Regions from separate parts of the Mus musculus genome. Here region 1 is linked to region 2. Evidence: chromatin contacts called from public HiChIP or PLAC-seq data. All regions are on one chromosome and are shown on one strand. The core of a region is the stretch at or near the end of the contact, and the rest is flanking DNA. Distances in the headings are between cores, read along the strand shown. Region 1 holds the start of Tgif2 (TGFB-induced factor homeobox 2). Region 2 holds the start of Spag4 (sperm associated antigen 4).

What was found. HiChIP or PLAC-seq counts read pairs in DNA pulled down with a chosen protein or histone mark.
Region 1: a contact with region 2 is called in an HNF4G HiChIP or PLAC-seq map of pancreatic cancer cells. The contact joins the promoter of Tgif2 here to the promoter of Spag4 in region 2. A contact is called at or near these places in 1 of 39 promoter capture datasets (liver), 1 of 484 Hi-C or Micro-C datasets (embryonic stem cells) and 1 of 115 datasets of contacts at active chromatin or transcription factors (pancreatic cancer cells).

Annotation. Positions count from the first base shown.
Region 1 is chr2:156,838,427-156,843,619 of GRCm38.p6, reverse strand. It overlaps Tgif2 (TGFB-induced factor homeobox 2), which reads right to left and starts at 3,613. Exons shown (of 3, transcript NM_173396.3): 1 at 3,382-3,613. LOC115486128 reads left to right here and starts at 2,372. Exons shown (of 5, transcript XM_030252280.1): 1 at 2,372-2,438; 2 at 2,621-3,904; 3 at 5,084-5,193. The coding sequence starts at 2,372. The coding sequence ends at 5,085.
Region 2 is chr2:156,061,672-156,066,677 of GRCm38.p6, reverse strand. Spag4 (sperm associated antigen 4) reads right to left here and starts at 1,465. Exons shown (of 12, transcript NM_139151.4): 1 at 1,007-1,465; 2 at 440-544; 3 at 45-111. The coding sequence starts at 1,316. Gm39970 (a long non-coding RNA gene) reads left to right here and starts at 2,064. Exons shown (of 3, transcript XR_866890.1): 1 at 2,064-2,673; 2 at 4,551-4,710.

The DNA.
Region 1 (5,193 bases), core at 2,364-4,863, 770 kb before region 2:
CTATTTGGTCATAAAAAGAAATACCGTGGGCCTGGAGAGATGGCTAGGTGGTTAAGAGCACTGGCTGCTGCACTTCCAGGGGACCTGGCTCGGCTCCCAGCACTCACATGGTAGCTCACAGCCACCATAACTCCCAGTTCCAGGGAATCCAGTGCCTTCTTGTCACCTCCATGGACATCTACGTGGTGTAGACACACTCGCACGTAGGCAAAACATTCATACACATAAAACCAAACAAATTATAAAAGAGAGAGCACACTTCTGATGTGTGCTATGACATGGATGGACCTTGAGCACATGCTCCGGGAGAAGAGGCCGGCCATGAAAGCCCACTGTTACACGGTCCCATGTACGAAGGGATGCGCTCAACAGGCTGCTCACTCTACAGAGCTAGCTGTTCAGCAGTTAGTTAGGGAGGGGGAGGGGAGAAGGATTTTAGAATGTTTTAGTTAAAATTTTATTATATATACATATATAAAATATCCTTTGACCAAAGTGCTCTTTTCTCTTATTTTCCTCCTCCCACCAAATCCCTTCTCTCCCCGTCCCTCCCAGGATTTTACTTATTTTATATATATAAACATTCTGCACCACATATGCGGAGTCCTGGGAGGACAGAAGGAGGCGGGTCCTCCGTAACCGGAGCTGGATTGTTGTGAGCCTGTCTGTGCTGGCATCTGAACCCAGGCTCTCGGGAAGAGCAGCAAGTGCTCTTAACCCACTGAGCCATTTCTCCAGCCTCCCCCTCCCCCAGGTCCCCGGGCCTGCTTATTTTAAAAGTGAATTTCTGGGGCTGGAAGAGATAGCCCAGCAATTACGAGCATTTGCTGTAACGCGCTCTCACAGAAGCGGTGGGTTCCACTCCCCACACCCACATGGAGGAACACAACCACCCAAAATCCAGTTCCAGGGGAGTAGATGCTCTCTCTCAACATCCCAGGTGCAGATGAAAATCCACACACATAAAAAATAAAATAAAAAATGTCCCATCTTTTAAGACTGATTATAAAGAAGGATTTGAAATCGGGTAATTTTCCCTCCAAGGCCCGGAGGCGGGTCTGGTAACTGTTCACCAAGTCTTGCCGCCCCTGCCGCAGGCCGTGTGCGTAGTGAGTCATTCCTCCGTTGGTTTTTAGACCTTCTTCCTTGGTCCGGCCTCTGACCTGGTCCAGACTTAATCTCAGAATCCTGACCAATGAAGTGTGGCTCTGGTCCCTGCTTTAACTTCCACTGGGCTGTGTGATCCCAGTAAAGTGTCCTTTCAGAGTCTGAAGCCCTCCTCCTCCCCTGCTCCGTGAAGGAAGGTTTCTGCCTAGATAACTCCTATCAGCTGCCCCTCCAGCAGACAAAGTTCCCGTTCACAAAAGCAAAAGAAATTTACATTTTAATAGCACAAGTTCTAGGCCAAGGCTGGTCCAGGATCTGCATGCTCCTCCCTTCTCTGCCTTTTAACAGCTCCTCAGCAGGCCCAGCCAAAAAACTCTGCCATCTCCCAGGTTTTGTTTCCTCGACTTGGGCCTGAGCCCAGATCTCTGGGCTGGCTAAGCCAGACTTTCGAGGGAAGGGTCTACCTTCAGCCAGGCCACCTGGAGGTGAACCGGGCACTGCTCGGAGGCAGTGTTTACTCAGAGGAGCTCAAGGAGGATGCATTCTGAGGGCAGACATGTAGTCGGCCACCAGGACAGCTGCGAGACCAGCTCAGGGAGGCAGCGCTGGCGGCGGGTGACAAGTTTACTCAAGGTTATCTTCACTTATTCCACTCTGGCTGCCTGCCAGAACCCAGTCTTCATAGTTTCCCTTCCAGAAGAGCACCCCTCCGCATGAACTTTCCCCACCTCTGGGTCCTGCACCCTAGGGTTGTCTGCAGGTTAGACACACACGCACACCAGCGATACCTCAATTTCCCTCCTGCAAGTTGAGCGCTGTTTAAATAACCGACCCGACCCACTGCTCACATCCCGCAAGTTCCCAGAGTTTTACAAACACACATAGCTAAATTTACACACTATACCTAGGACCAACGACTAGACTATCGAAACTAGCCCAACTCCTGCACCCGCCCACCCACGAACTCCAAGTGACCTGCCCACCCACGATCTCTCCGACCCAGGAGCACGCACGTCACCACACCGGCCATCCATCAGTTTTTTATACAACTGGGTTATTGGAGGCACCCCTTGGACACTGCACCCCATCAATCTCCTACACACTCCCACAACACCATCTGCAGCCACTCCCACAGGAACTTTCTGACAACTCGCCCAGCTCCAGATACAATCCCCCGGGCCGCACACTGAGGCTGGAGTTCCCAGCAGTTCACACAAAGCGCGCAGCCTCCCCCGCGGCCCAGACGCAACGGAGCACATGGCTCATGGGGCGCCGACGAATCCGCCGGCGCTCAAGGCACCCTCACTCAACTGTCCCCCACCAGAGTCACGGTGCGAGCAACAGCTCCCCTGTCGGTCCGCCACCCGGCGCTTGGGGGTTGGGGGGGGGGGACGACTTTGCAAGGAAAAAAAAAAAACTCACGTGTCCATTTTGGGACAGGAAAAAGTTTAGTTCCCAGCCCGTTCCCTGGTACTCCGCGCAGGGTGACTCTTGGGGCGCGGGGCCGCCGGAGCGTGCGCGCTCGGCTTTGTGCTCCGAACTCGGCCCGGAGGGGGAGGGGAAAAGAGGGGGCTGGGCTCCAACCTCCGCGCCGCCCCCCCCCCCCAACTCTGCGCCTGGACTCCATGTTGGCCGCCCCCCCTACATCGGGGACGCGCACAGCCCCCGCAAGACGCTCGGCTGCCCTTCGCCTGGTCCCGGGGTCCCGGCGCGCACAAACTTTCTCCGCGTCGCCAGCCCCACGCGCCCCACAGCCTTGGCCCGCCTGGGAGTGACAGATGCCTCGGAGACAGACTTTCCTTTGTTCCAAAGGAAAGGGGAACTCGCGCGGGCTCCCAAGCCCTCTCCGTCGGAGCCCCGCCCGCGGCCCCCACCTCCAGCTGTCACTCGGCGGCCCCCGGTCCCGCTCTGTCGCCGTGCGGGAGGGGGGGGGGCTGCCGGCGGTTAGCAACGTGCACTTTTGAAACCAAACAAACCCGCTCCCCGCGCGCTCACCCCGCTGCAGGGCACCGGCTGCCCTCTCCCAGAGGAGCTTTGGGAGCTTTGGGAGCCGAGCCCTCCCTCAAGGACCCCGAACAGCGCCCCCCCCGCCAACCCCGGCATTCCGCGCCAGCGTTCCGCGGTCCCGACTCACACACACCCCCGGGGCTCACACACCCACTGTCGCACGCGCCGGGACGACGCCCCCTCCCCCGCCCCGTCGCCCCAAGAAACTTTCCAAGTTGTCCGCGCGCCTCCTCCCGCGTCTCCAGCCCCTCGGCGCCCCGCACTCACCTTCCCTGGCGGCTTTCCGGCCCACGCGGCCTCGGTGGGGTGTGGGACCACCCGGCCGGGGCGGGGGGCACCGGGGGAACGCGCCGCGTACCTGCCGGGTCTGACACCCGCCTGACAGCTCGCGGCTGGAAAGCACCTCGCGACCTGACGTCAGATCCCCTCTCCTCCCATCCCGCCTGCCGCACCCTCCCCCACCGCCCCGAGGCAGAAACAAACTTTGTGCAGAGCGTGGCCAGCTACGCCCACCCTCGGGGGCGGGCCCGCAGAGCCAGGGGGCTTCGCCCCGCCCACGCGTCGGAGGGGGCGGGCCCGCGGCACCTCCTTCCTGCGCCCACCCACCTTAGGAATGCCGCATGGCCGGGGCCCGGGGCGGAGCGGTGGGACCAGGGCTCCCGGAGTCAGCTCCAGGGCAGGAAGTGGCCCGCTCCTCCTTTCAGAGAGTGTTTCCGGAGCGCCTACTGTGTGCTCCTCCATGGGGGTGGGGGCACTACCAGGCACAAAGGGTGCCAGTCCCCGTACCTTTGTAAGTTCGCCTCCTCCTCTGGGAGCTTGCCCTTGTGGGGATGGGGAAACTGAGGCTCAGTCGGCTCAGAGTAACTCCCAGGTGCTAAAGGACCAGTTGTTTTGTCCGCTCATAAGGCAAACGGCGCGGCGAAGACCACTTGGGATAAAACCCCAAGCCTAGCGCAGATGGTCGGCCAGGGGTGAGTACAGGCTGCACCCCAGGAGCGTGAGTGAGGCAGGCACCGTGTCGCAATTTGGAGGTGGCCGCATTTACTCGCTGGTCCCTGCCTTACCACGTGTGCCAGTGTCCTTTGGCCAGGTGGGTCTGATGATAGAGCCGAGCCTTTCCCTTGGTGGCTAACCCCAGTTGGAGAGGGTGAGGCTAGGCGCTTCCAGCGGTCCAGGCTAGGGTCATTTTACCTCAAGTTTTCCTTGCGTCCAAGTTCCCTGACTGTTTGTCTGTCTCTTGCTATCTGCATAAGTGTGGCATAGCCTAACTCCAGCTAACAGGCCTTTTCTGGGTTTGTGATCATATAGGCCCAGAAACCTGAGACCCACGTGCCAGAACCAACAGCATCCGAACAGTCTTCCCTGATTGTTATTTTTTTTAATGCTGTTATCTTCTAATCATTTTACTGTTGAGTTTGGGTCTTGGGTCAGACTTAAGAGTGGCGCACCTGCTGCAGCTAAGTGACAGAGACAACAGCTGTCATTGCTGCAGCAGACTCAAGCTTTTGTTTTTCGTTGTACTGTAGTCACAAAAACTTTGGCAACCAAAGTTAAGTTTTCCTACCAGAAGGCCCTAAGCCAGTCAGGATGCCGATTAAAAGCATCTTAAGGTGGGTTTCATAGAAGCCGGACTTGCCTGGAAATCCTTGAAACCAAGATGGCCATCCAAAATCAAAAACATTGCCCAGAACCCTCTTTTTTACTGATGGTGACACCAAGTCTCAGAGAGTTGGTCACAAGCAATTTCTTAGCCAAGTCATATTCCAGCCACAGACCTTTGAAAGAATGAAGGAGATGGGAAATCTTAGGTAAGAAAAGTAAAAACCAATTAGGTCTTGGCAAAAAGCAGGGACTGTCATATAGGTGTGACATGGAGGGAAAATAGAGGGATAGCCCAGTGAATCTGGAGATGTGCCCTGGATCTCATACGATCCAGGCGTGTGCAGCAGGTGTCTTTTCTTTGTGACAGGAGCCTCTGGTGGGCAGTCACAAGCCCACGGATTCCACCAGTGACCCCAGGCCTGCTCACATGAGTGACGCGTTCCTCCCCATGGCCAGCAGCAGAGCGGACTGAATGCT
Region 2 (5,006 bases), core at 216-2,715:
GCCAGCCCTGCTGCCCTTCCCTGAGCCCTGCCGTTCCCTCTGACCTGCACACACAGACCAGCCCATCGACTGCCAGGGATAACACCATGCTCAGCACCTGAAAGAGGAGGCCTAGGGACGGAGACCGGAGAAGCAGCTCAGAGAGGGTGATCCATGAAGGTGAGGTAGTGCAGGTTCAGAAGGGCTCAAGAGAAGCCGGGGTGGGGACTGGGGTGGTGCGGAGGACAAGAGTCTGGGGCTCAGGAGGCAAGGGTCGTTTGGGGAAATGAGCTGAGGCTGGACACTAGGGCACAGGCTCGAGGAGGAGAACTGGGAACAGGGGCGGGGGTCCGAGAGCAGAGGTCAAAGGGCATCTGGGCTGGTTTCTCTGACTCAGACTCAGCAGAAATGGGGTTCTGAGTGCCAAGGTCAGAGGGGATGGGGCTGGCCTGGCTCGTACTCAGGAAGCTCTTGGACACCCTCGGGGTAGGCATCTCCTGCCTCAGATCCAGGATCGGGAGAAGGTTGAGTTGTTCCTCCAAAACTACAGAAGATCCAGACGGTTCTGCAAGAGCCCAGGGCACCATTGAGGTTTTGTGCACCACAGGCCCGCTCTTCCCCTCGGGGCCCGGGCGCAGGCTCCTGACCCTAGTGCCAAACAGCTGGGCAGCCTCTCAAACAGGCTTTTAGTCCAGGCCTTTGCCCCAGGTCACACTCCCTGCACACGCCCAGACCCGGAGCTGGAGAGTCTCAATCAGTGGAAACCGCCCCCCAGTCTGAGTCCCCGTGCGGCCGGACTAGGGTCACACTCACGCCGGCCCTGCGGCACCTCCTCAGCCATGCCCAGGCACAGGATTTCCTCCGCCCCCTCCCGGGACCGGCCATGGCACCGAGCTCGCCCCCGAGGGACACGTGTCGAGCACGTCCCCTCGTGAGCCAGGTCGGGGCTTCTGCACCCAGGTCCGCGCCGGGCCCCGCCCCCGAGCCCGCCCCGCCCTCTCGCCCCCGGGTTCGACCCCGCCCGCACCCGAGGCCCCGCCCCTCACGGTTGCCGCGCCACAGGCGGTCTGCCCATTGTGGCTCCGAGGCGCCAGCTTCGGCCGAGAGCTTCCTGCCCATGTGTCTCCTCCGGGCATTCCTGGGCTTAAGGCGGGCTCACCACAGCTCGAGCCCCGGGCCCTTCTGCCCTCGGGCTCCCCGAGCTCCGGCCCAGCGGACCGGCGCCCATTGCTGTCCCCCGAAGTCGCGCTGTGGGAACTATTGCTGTTCTCGCTGTAGAAGTTGGGTGTGTGATTATGAGAGGATGCGGCCGAGCCTGAGCGGGGGCTCCGCCGCATCCTGACCTGGGCTACCCCTCTGGGAAGCCGAAGTCGCCGCAGCCAAAGCCCTCGGCCCTTCCTCAGCTGCCTCGCGCCGCAGGGTAGCACCCTGCGTGAGCCCCGCGGCGGCTCGGCCGACCCTCCCGCTGCTGTGCTGTTGTCACCGTCACAGAGGAGCCGCGTCACAGAGCGCCCGTGACGTCACTGGGAGCCAGCAGCCCATCCCCCTTTCCTGATACATTTTTGTTCATGGTTTGGGTGTGTGTGTGTGTGTGTGTGTGTCCATCCAGAAGTTGATCTCTGCTGCTGTCTTCTCCTGCTCCCCACCTTAGCTTTCGAGATAGATTCTCTCTTTCTGAACCTGGGGCTCACTTTTTTGTTTTGTTTTTTCAACTAGGCCCCAGCGGTTCTCAATCTTCCTAATGCTGCGACCTTTAAATACAGTTCCTCATGTTGGGTGACCTCCAACCATAAAATTATTCTCATTGTTATTTCATAACTATATTTTTGTTGGACTGGAAAGGTGGCTCAGCGGTTAAGAGCACTCACTGCTCTTCCAGTGGTCCTGAGTTCAATTCCCAGCAACCACATGGTGGCTCACAACCATCTGTAATGGGATCCGATGCCCTTTTCTGGTGTGTCTGAAGACAGCAACTGTGTACTCATATACATAAAATAAATAAGTCTTTAAAAGAAAACCTGTAATTTTGCTACTGTTATGAATAAACTTTTGGAGATAGAGGTTTGCAAAGGAGGTCCCGACCCACAGTTTGAGAACCATTGAACGAGGGCTGGGACGACTCCATGGTTCCACTTGTCCCTACTCCCACAGAGCTTCAGTGACAGGCAAGTACCACAGCACCCTCTGTTTATGTGGATTCGGGGTTTACAAGCAAGTCCTCATGCTTAGGCAGCAAGCGTGAGGTTTATCCACTGGGCCATCTCAACTCCTCCTCTCTGTTCTGAGTCACGGTCTCTTACAAGTTTGACTAGAGAGCTAACCAACGGGTCCTAGGGATTCTGCTGTTTCTCTCTCTTCAGAGTCGGGATCACAGTCCCCTGAGCTCTGGTCTGTCGCTTTTTACCTACAGTGCTGGGTATCTGCACATGGGTCCCCGGGCTTCCGCACATTTTATTGATTATGACATTGCCCCAATCTCCTATGTAATTTAGACAAGAGGTTTTGCTTTGATTCTTTTGCTAGCCTGGTACTGGATATATAACCCAGGATGGTCCCGAGTCAGGACCATACTCCCGGTACAGTCTCCCAAGCCTGAGACTATGGGCATGTCATCATGTCCATCATGACCAGCTACAATGGCACCTAGATTTTGTTCACTTCTGTATCCTGCAGTACCTAGACGGGTCTAGCCTGGTAAGTGCCCTAGTATTTAGGGAAGCAGTAAATATTAGGAAGGAACAGAGCATCATCCAACACACTAAAACATTTATTATGGCCCCTCCTATTCACTTTTAAAACAGAGTCTCACTATGCAGCCAAAGCCAGTCTGGAGCTCAGATCTGCCTGCCTCCCCCACCTCCCAAGCTCTGAGGTAAAGGCATGTACCACAACTCCCAGCTGAGAGAGAGACAGAGGGACAGAGAGACAGAGAGACAGAGAGAGAAAGAGACAGAGACAGAGACAGACAGAGAGAGAATAAGCTTTAAGCTCGGCAACAAGTGCCTTTACCTGCTGAGCCATCTTGCTATCCTAGAACCACATTTTGAATAACTACATGCTTGTATCTAATTAATGTCTGTACCAGGAACAGCAACAATGTAGTGCAACCTGCAAGATTTACACAGGGAGTCTGTCAGCTCCCGAGGGAAAAGGACTTACTTCTCTGAGATCATGTTGCATCACAGGTTTGAATTTGGGAATCCTGACCCAGCAAGGTGGTAGCACACTTCTTTAATCCTAACACTATGGAGGCCAAAGTAGAAGGATCTCTGAGTTCTGAATTCAAGGCCAGTCTAGTCTCCATAAAGAGTTCCAGGACAGCTAGAGCTATATAAAACCACAATGACAAAAACAGAATTCCAAAATCCTGCACCCACCCGGTGTTTTTCTTCTCACATCACATCTTACTTAGAATGCTAATCAGCTTGGGGAAGTGGCAGTTCTTAGAGGCTGAGGTATAAAGACAGTCTGTTCTGCTAAGCTGTGTTCCAGTCCAGAGGAGGTTCTTGTATTGTACCAGGCTCTAGAGAGGTGACATTACTATGTTTCATTAGATTCCATAGAGCCCCGGAGGCAAGCAAAGCAGGAAGCCCATCTGACCCTGCCCTGGGTCTGTTCGAAAATTCCACTGGATTGCAGTTTCTCTGACAGAGGAAGGTGAAGCCTCCTCAGCATTTAAGTACCTTGTCATTGTCACCTAACCTGGATCTTACTTGAAAAGAGAGCGACCTGGCAGGAGAGATGGCCCAGTGGTTCAGAGCACTGTCCTTGAGGACTGAGTTCAGTTCCCAGCACCCACATGACAGCTCACAGCTGTCTGTAACTCCAGTTGCTGAGGATCTGGCGCCTCTCACAGACATGCAGGCAGAACACCAATGCACATAAAAAGAAATAAATCTCAAAGTAAAAAAAAAAAAAAAAAAAAGCAACCTTGGACCTCCTTAACCAACAGTACAAAGGGAGGTTTCCATGCCTGGCACTAGAGATTTTGGTAGTCTTTGGCTCTTGAGAGGAGCATTATCACCCATGTCACACACACACAACATTCACATGTATAGTACACTTCTTTTTTTGGGGGGGGGGGGTGGGTTCAAGAAAAGATTTTCTCTGTGTAGCTCTGACTGGCCTGGAACCTGCTATGTAGACCAGGCTGGCCTTGAACTCAGACAGATCTACCTGCCTCTGCTTCTCAAATGCAGTGTTATTAATATATGTGTTATTATTATATGGTTATTATAATGTCTTAATATAATTCTGTGTTATTAATATATGTTAAGTAAGCTTATAAAATATGTTTCCCTATGACGTTTTCAAGCTTCGTTAGTGTAATTTCTCTTTCCTCCTGCTGTGTTACCCTCGCCCCCCAGTTAGAATGACCTCCTGTTTTTCTCCTTTTCCACTTTAGAGCACCCATGTCCTATTAGAGCTCCCCCTTTCTACCTTCCTGCTTCTGTGGGATTTCAGGCTATGCACTCAATATAGACACATTCATTATGTTTTTGTTGCTGTGATAAGACTCCATGGTCAAGGATACTTCCAGAAAATGAGTTGATTTGGTCTTATGATTCCAGAGAGCTAAGAGGCGTCATGGCAATGAGGCACGATTGTCAGCAAGCAGCAAACAAGGCAGCTGGAGCATCCGACGCAGCGCACGGAAAGCTCTTACCTTCAACAGCAAACACAAAATGGAGCAAACTAGAAACAATGGCTCAAGCCTTCAAATTCTCAAAGGTTGCCTTCAATGACGCCCTTCTTCCAACAAGGCCACACCTCTTAAGCCTCCCCCAAACAGTGTTACCAACTGGGTACCAATTGTTTAAAGCTGGAGAGTGGGGACATTTCTTTCTTATTTATTTATTTATTTATTTATTTATTTATTTATTTATTTATTTATTTAATTTATTATATGTGAGTTGTAGCTGTCTTCAGACACTCCAGAAGAGGGAGTCAGATCTTATTACAGATGGTTGTGAGCCACCATGTGGTTGCTGGGATTTGTACTCAGGACCTTCAGAAGAGCAGTCGGG